2 separate regions of the Triticum aestivum genome follow, and region 1 is linked to region 2. Evidence: chromatin contacts called from public Hi-C data. All regions are on one chromosome and are shown on one strand. Each heading gives the region's core, a stretch centred on a gene start, on an enhancer-like site or on the middle of the called end of the contact. The rest is flanking DNA. Distances are from core to core; before and after follow the strand shown.

Region 1 (3,463 bases), core at 571-3,070, 490 kb after region 2:
GATGTGCCGCCGTTATTGTGAGACGAGGACGCCGATCCCCTAGAGCGACGCCCACCTCCCCAACAACTGGCATTTGTCGGCCGACCGCATGCCGATCCTGCCGGTCCCGGTGACCGGCCGTGCGCGCCGCCAGGAGATCGAGCGCCGCCGCCGCCTCCTCCCGGACGACCTCTACTACGACCCCAGGTACGCCCCGACTCGCCATTGTGGGACACCTGGTTCCGCGATGAGCACGACGCGCGGCGGGCGTCCTATTTCGCCGGCACGTCGACGGGGCCACGGTGGCCTGCTCCCCAGGAGCGCGGGCGTAGGGTGGTGCGCCGCCTCACGCCCACGCCGTCGCCGTCTCCATCGCCACCACCACCTCCTCGCATGACGGCGGAGGAGGAAGCCCATCTCGTGCAGCGTGTCATGGAGGACTCCATGCGCACGCACGACGAGCGGCAATGGGACGGCTTGGAGGAGGCCATGGCACTGTCTGCCGCCGGCGACGTGGCCTTCCCGGAGCTGCAGATGGCGGCCTTGACGGAGGAGAGGAGGGAGGACGCCATGGAGGAGGAGCCGGCGGCCGCCTTCCAGCAGCTGGTGGGCACGGGGTGGGCCTGGTCCTGCACTGCTCCGGAGATGGCCGCCGGCCTGGGCGTGGACTGGCGCGCCACTCCGCCGCAGTCACCGGAGTGGGAGGGGTCGCCACGGGAGGAGGTGTTGCAGGCACCTCCCGCCGTCCAACCCGCCCCCGTCTACCAGGCACCGCATGCACCGCCGGCCCACCTGTGGACGCCGCCGGCCTACGTCGACCTCGTCAGCGACGACGACGACACCGGCGGCCAGTGAAGAGCGACACGGCGACGACAACGGCGGGCACGCGCAGGAGCGCGCCGGCAGCGACCGTTTTTTTTATGTTTAATTATTAATGTGACGAAACTGGGCCGTTTTGTGGCCATGGACCCCCTAACTAAGTTTTATCTTTTATTAAACTGAGTTTATTTATTTATTTAGTCATTTTTTATGTTTTCTTTTTTTTATTGTTTTTCTGACACGGACGTGATTTGGGGTGCGGCCGCGCGGTGGGCGCACGCACAACCCAATGAACACAGTCGGACACGGGCGTACCCATCGGCGCCCCAAAGGGACAAAATCCGGCCAATTCGGACGTCCGTTTGGGGTCGTGCGGTGGAGTTGGCCTTACGTGTGAATAAGCTGGTCACAATGGGCAAGAACATAAGCTAGTAACTTACACACTTCCCTAGACTATGTTACTACCTCCATAGTGAGTAGGAACATCTATGTAGTGTCATGCAAAGATGTATTTATTAGGTTATAGACTCGTTGTTTCTTGGAGTGTGTGATGTTCCGGTAACTTAGCTAGTTACCACAAGCACCTCTCTCTTCATTAAATATGTGCCACATAAGCAAAGTTGTATTGGAGTGTGTGATGTTACTCCTAAGTTCCTCCCCATTGTGACCAGCCTAGTTGATACTACATGACACGATGAGCGTGCAAGTTCCGAGAGAATCAGACTTTAGTATTGGCTCCGCTGCTTTATCAATCCATCAGTAAGAAGAAGCTGGAATCCGGGCAACTCGATGGTGATCCCGGTCGAGATGCCGCTCGCGCTCGGTGCGCCCTCTCTTGACTCGACCCAAATCATGCACAGGGTAGGAGGAGTACGTGCCCCGGAAGGTGCACGCACGGACGTACAGTGTGGTGTCGGAGAGAACTGTGGCGTCACGGCAGCACCCAACCTACGGTACGGTACGGGCGGGCCGTGCAGGCCCCGAAGCCGACGGCAACGGGATCGGTGGCAGTCCAGTCCAGCAGGCAGCACCGAGCAGTGGTGTGTGATAGGCAGAGGCAGGCCCACCCCGGGTCTCGCTCGCTCGTCTCTGGTGGTGGTGGTGGCTGAAGGAGCAGGCAGCAGGCGTGTGGAGATCAGAATCTGGTCTTGTCCTCTTGTTGCCGCGCCCGTCCGTCCTCCCGGCCCACGGCCATGCGTATCTGCTTGGATCGGTGCCCCCGAGTCGTTAGCTGTCAAGGAAAGATGCTTCCACGGGCACGAGGAAAGAAAAGAGGGCGAGAAAGCTGGGACGGACGGATGGACGGGGGTGGGCGATCTGATCAGGCATCGTCACTGCGGCTGCCCGCTCGCTCGCTCGTGGCCCCCGCGCATGGCCTGGACCACAGCGCGCGCATCGTCCGTCCTGCCCTGGCCCTGCGATGTGCTCCATCGGCGATGCCACTGTGTGTACTCGCCTCGCTTGCTGGGTGATCTGGTGCGGGTGCGGGTCTTGCTGCGTGAGGTGTCCCAGAATCTCTCTCTCGGTCCCGAGGCTTGGCCCCCGGAGGAGAGAGGACGACAAGAATTTTTCTTCTCTTTTTCTCAGACCGAGCCCAATTCATCCGATTTGCCTGCATTTTGAGAAGCCAGTGCATCTCCGCTGCCAAGATAGACCTGTGCTACTGCCTGCTGTACCTCCCCGCACACAAGGTGCATACGAGGAGCATTTCATTCGAAAAATACAGATAAACATAGAGTACTTTTAATAAGCACACAAAATCCTGCATGTTGATCCATGTCGGGCCACGTTGGGTGGATGGCAATAGAATCCGATTGTTGGTCGACTTGATCTCTATCCAATAATTATAGCTCGTGCAAAACATGTTACCAGGACGTGGAGGTGATCCGCCGACCGGACAACCTTCTTTGTGCCGAAAGCGTCGGAACCCGGTGCGTACTGCTCCTGCGCACTACACGTCGGCGTCGTGCCGTGCAATAGTGCCGCCTCGACCAGCCCATCCAACATCTTCTTTTTTGATACCAGCCCATCAAATTGACCGGGCTTTTTCTTGGTTGCGTTTACGCATAGGAGTCTGGAGTAGCCGAGTGGGTGTCTGTGCCTTAAGCGCCCATTTTAGGCATATATGCAATCGGGCGCACACCCTCCCGCCGCACTGGGCCGGCCCACTTCTTTTTTCTGTTTTTGAAAACGCAAAAAACTTTCTAGTGAGAACCATGTTTCGAACCAAAGGGACACGACTACAGAAGCGTTGGCCAAACCACTCGGCTAACCTACCAATTCGTGTTAACTGACAGGCTTTTAATCTTTTTCTATTTCCTGTTTTCGTGGAAAGAGTTTTTTTTCTGTTTTTCTTTTCTTTTTCTTTCTTTTTCTTTCTTTCTTCTTTTCTGCTAAGCGCGAGATTTTTTTTCAATTTTGTAACTTTATTTCATATCGATGAACTTTCTTTCAAAATTGATGAACTATTGTCAAATTTGATGAACTTTGACAAATGTTCAGTGTGTATAAAAAATGTTCATCATGTATAGAAATTTTGTTCAGCATGCATTCAAAAGGAGTTCATCATATTTAAAAAAAATGTTCTACGTGTATTTGAATATTGTTCACCATACATAGAATTTTCGGACACGTACTGAACATTTTGTGAAAATATGTTAAACAA
Region 2 (3,382 bases), core at 107-2,606:
AGCCACTAACTAATCATACAGTGTGTTTGTGTGTGTGTGAGAGAGATCTTGATCCTTGAACAATAAAATAGGTGTTGATTGAGGAGCTGGGGCCAAATAAGATATGCAATGGCAGCATCTCCCGGTTCATGTATCCCCAGCAAGAAGCATCTCTTGTCTGTGTTTGCATACGTCCTGATCTACTCCAAGATCTTGGTGCGTGGGTGGGTGCGACGATGATGGATGCATGCGCTCCGCCCTCCAGATCCTCTGAACCTTCCTTCTGTCCTGCTACATATGTACTCCCTCCGTATGGAAGTGAACTCCACATAGTAGTATATTATACAGAATTAGTCAAGCAGAGTTGTTCCGATGTAGCTAACCACACTGAGCTAGAACCTAGAAGTAACTGAATTTCCACTCTGAAATCATTTTTCCTTCGGACTGCCTGCCCAAGTGACGACCCTATCTCTCCATTCCTTCAACCTGCAGGCTGCAGGTAGGTCGCTAACCTGCCAACGGAGGAGGCATGGCACGGTGATTAGAGTATTCTTCTTCTAACGCTACTAGTAGTTGATTAGCGTCCGTCCAGGAGAATATATATATCCTGGACCGACAATAGGAGCATGACCTTACAACAAACAGTACAGCAGTACACCACTAAGCAGCTGGATCAGGATGTGCGCTCTCTGACGCCACACATGCTGACACGCAGCATTAGAAAGTTTCCCTGACACCAACTGTACTAGTACTAATATAGGCCGAAATCAAATGGGCGTTAGTGATAATAAACATATGATCTTCTGGTTTCTGATGCACAAAAACGCCCAGGCTGGACTAGTACTTACTAAAATCCAGTTGACATCTAAGCATGTGCCTTGATGTGATGCAACCATATCTTACTGTCTATAATAGCTGTTCTCTCTCTTGGACTCTTGGTCTTGGAAGCTATCTATTTCCCCTTTCCCAGCTGAGCTGAGTTCATCTCCTGTTGAAACAGCGGCACAAGGATTTGCAGCTTGGATACATCCTTGGGGCCTTTTGTGAGTGGGTTGGGATTGATCTTGGCGCCACTGTTACCCCCTGGTTCCATGAGGGAATAAAAGCGGTTCACTGTCTGGGAAATGGAGTTGTTATCTATCTGGTTCTGATTGTGGTTGGGAACTTGAGTCAGCAACAAACATCCAAAGGTGATGCTGTCATGCCAGAAGACTGGCCACAACAAGACAGTTGAGCAAAACCCACTCCAGTCATGTCCATTGGTCAGTCGACTAATCAACGTCTGGAGCCCAGAATTCACCATCTCTGTAGTGTACCACATCCCAGATTGATTTATAGCCATCTCTGTCACTGCTTTAGTTAAACTCAGCAAGTGCAGATGTGCACAAGTAAGTGAGAGCTAATTCAAATCCCACCACCAAGTGCTGTCACTGTTCACATCAGTACATCACCACCCACATCTGGACCACTTGGAAGTCTGAGAAGAACAAACAAACAAGCAAGCAGCAGGTAGCAGCAAAGCCTGGGCAGTCCATGAAAGAGCTTTCAGCTGCTTGCCATGATGGTGACTAGTAATTAACAATTGCCAACTACACTAGTAATAAGAGTGGCTTGAGTGCTAGGCAATGCTTAGCTCCCAGTCAACTTTTTATCCTCTCCTCTAGAGGGGCGCCAGCCTTTGGATTAAACTAGACGGGATTAGCAAGGGAATGTTACTTTCTTGGCATCACAAAGCAAGCATGTCTGCTCTAGTTTATTATTGATGATTCCATCAGCAGAACCTAAGCAGCAGTGGTGAAAGAAAGATAGTGGTGGCCGCAGTTTGACCGGACCTAGCTTAGCTGCTACTACTGATAGATCACTTGTGCGTGTTACTTTGGGCCTGCCTAACTCCAGGGAATTTGCGAGCTGCTTTTCACGAGTTAGATTTTCTAGACGAATCTGCAGATGCTGTGCCCACCAATAACTACTATCCTAGAGCAGACAGAATATAAATTCAGAAAGCTACTTCTATCTCGGTGATCTAGGCCCTCCTTCAAAAAGCCAAGAATCCAAAGTTATTATTAGCAATTAGTACAAGATGAGAACTAGGGAATACTAAACAGCATCAAACCAAAACAAAATGCTTGGTCACAAGACAAAATTAGTATCCTTTGCTTCTATTTTTGATGATTTAATAAAGATAGTACTCCCTCCGTAAGGAAATACAAGAGCGTATAGATCACTACTTTAGTGAACAGAGGAAATAGTAAGCAGGACAGGCCTGTTTTGTCCTATCTGAAAATTCTGCTGCTGTTAGTGAAAACATGTGAAGGTGATAATAGAAGAAATGATGGTTTGGTGGGGGAGAGGGTTCAGATCTGCCACATCAATACCTTGTACAGGCAGCTAAACCAACAGCTCTGCGGCGTCAAAGCCACCATGTCCCTCTCACCGAAATATAATGGAAAGAATCTGAGGGTCGCCATCGCCGGACAGAATCGCTGTCATTATGCAATCTTCATGCTAGCTGATAGCCCGGAAATCTCCGGCTTCCGCTTTGTTTATCACTGCCAAAGCAATCGTTGGCATGATTGTTAATCAATCTATCTATGGCTGGCTTTTCCCAACACGAACACCGCCGTACCTACATGTAGCAGCTCTTAAAATAACGGCCACGCCCGATCTCCCCTGAGTTGTATAATCAATTATGGTCATGATGATAAGGCGGAACAAACAAAAGGATCAACGCATGACTTGTCAAGATAAATACAGTGCCGATTTGGCCTTGTTTAATCGGGGAGGTGAAGATTCGCCGTCGACCGGAAATTGTTTTATGACAATGATATGCTATATATATTTTGGAGGAAAAGTGGTCACATGAAAACTTATGGCTAGATTCTTCTCTGGGCCAATAGTATACTCTCTTGTGACCGGAAGCTATTCGATCCGTTGCCTTTGGCCCTGTTTTGCAAACGTTGACCGTAACTTTATACTATCATTTACTTTTATTTGCCAAAATAACAATACTTCAATGCACTTAACTAAGGTCGATGTTATATTAGCTGGAAAATAAAAGTCATACTAGTCGGTTACTGGCGATTTTTCCTTAGCTATCTAGTTTTTTTTAGGGAATCCTTAACTATGTAGTTGATTATCTTCTTGTATATGAAAATGAGCTCTTGCTGCTCAGAAAAAAAGAACAAGAGCCATGACCTCAAATGACTCTGATTGAACTTATCATTCGGTTACTTTTTCTTGGGCAGATGCCAGTTTTCTTGTAGCTGGTGGACATGACTAGCCAGTAATGATCTTCATCCTCCCTCTCTTCTTATCTTTGTGTGCCCAGACATGTGTCTCTCGCTCTTGAGGCATCAAGGGGTCGTGTGGTTCTAGAGCGCTCAGGTACTATACCACTTACGGA

What was found. A called contact is a pair of places that touch in the nucleus more often than the background predicts.
Region 1: a Hi-C map of leaf shows a contact between it and region 2, with 6 times the contacts expected there. The contact joins two enhancer-like sites. A contact is called at or near these places in 3 of 5 Hi-C or Micro-C datasets (all in leaf) and 1 of 1 datasets of contacts at active chromatin or transcription factors (leaf).

What each region holds. Positions count from the first base shown.
Region 1 is chr1B:479,168,936-479,172,398 of IWGSC CS RefSeq v2.1, forward strand. No RefSeq gene overlaps it. Among protein-coding and RNA genes, the nearest start is that of LOC123092988, 4.2 kb to the right of the region's middle. Within about 2 kb of position 1,821, at least 7 of the 8 cell types and tissues checked have an H3K27ac peak or open chromatin away from gene starts, as enhancers often do. A contact at or near this core is called in leaf, where this site is marked.
Region 2 is chr1B:478,683,910-478,687,291 of IWGSC CS RefSeq v2.1, forward strand. No RefSeq gene overlaps it. Among protein-coding and RNA genes, the nearest start is that of LOC123132713, 160 kb to the right of the region's middle. Within about 2 kb of position 1,357, at least 1 of the 8 cell types and tissues checked has an H3K27ac peak or open chromatin away from gene starts, as enhancers often do. A contact at or near this core is called in leaf, where this site is marked.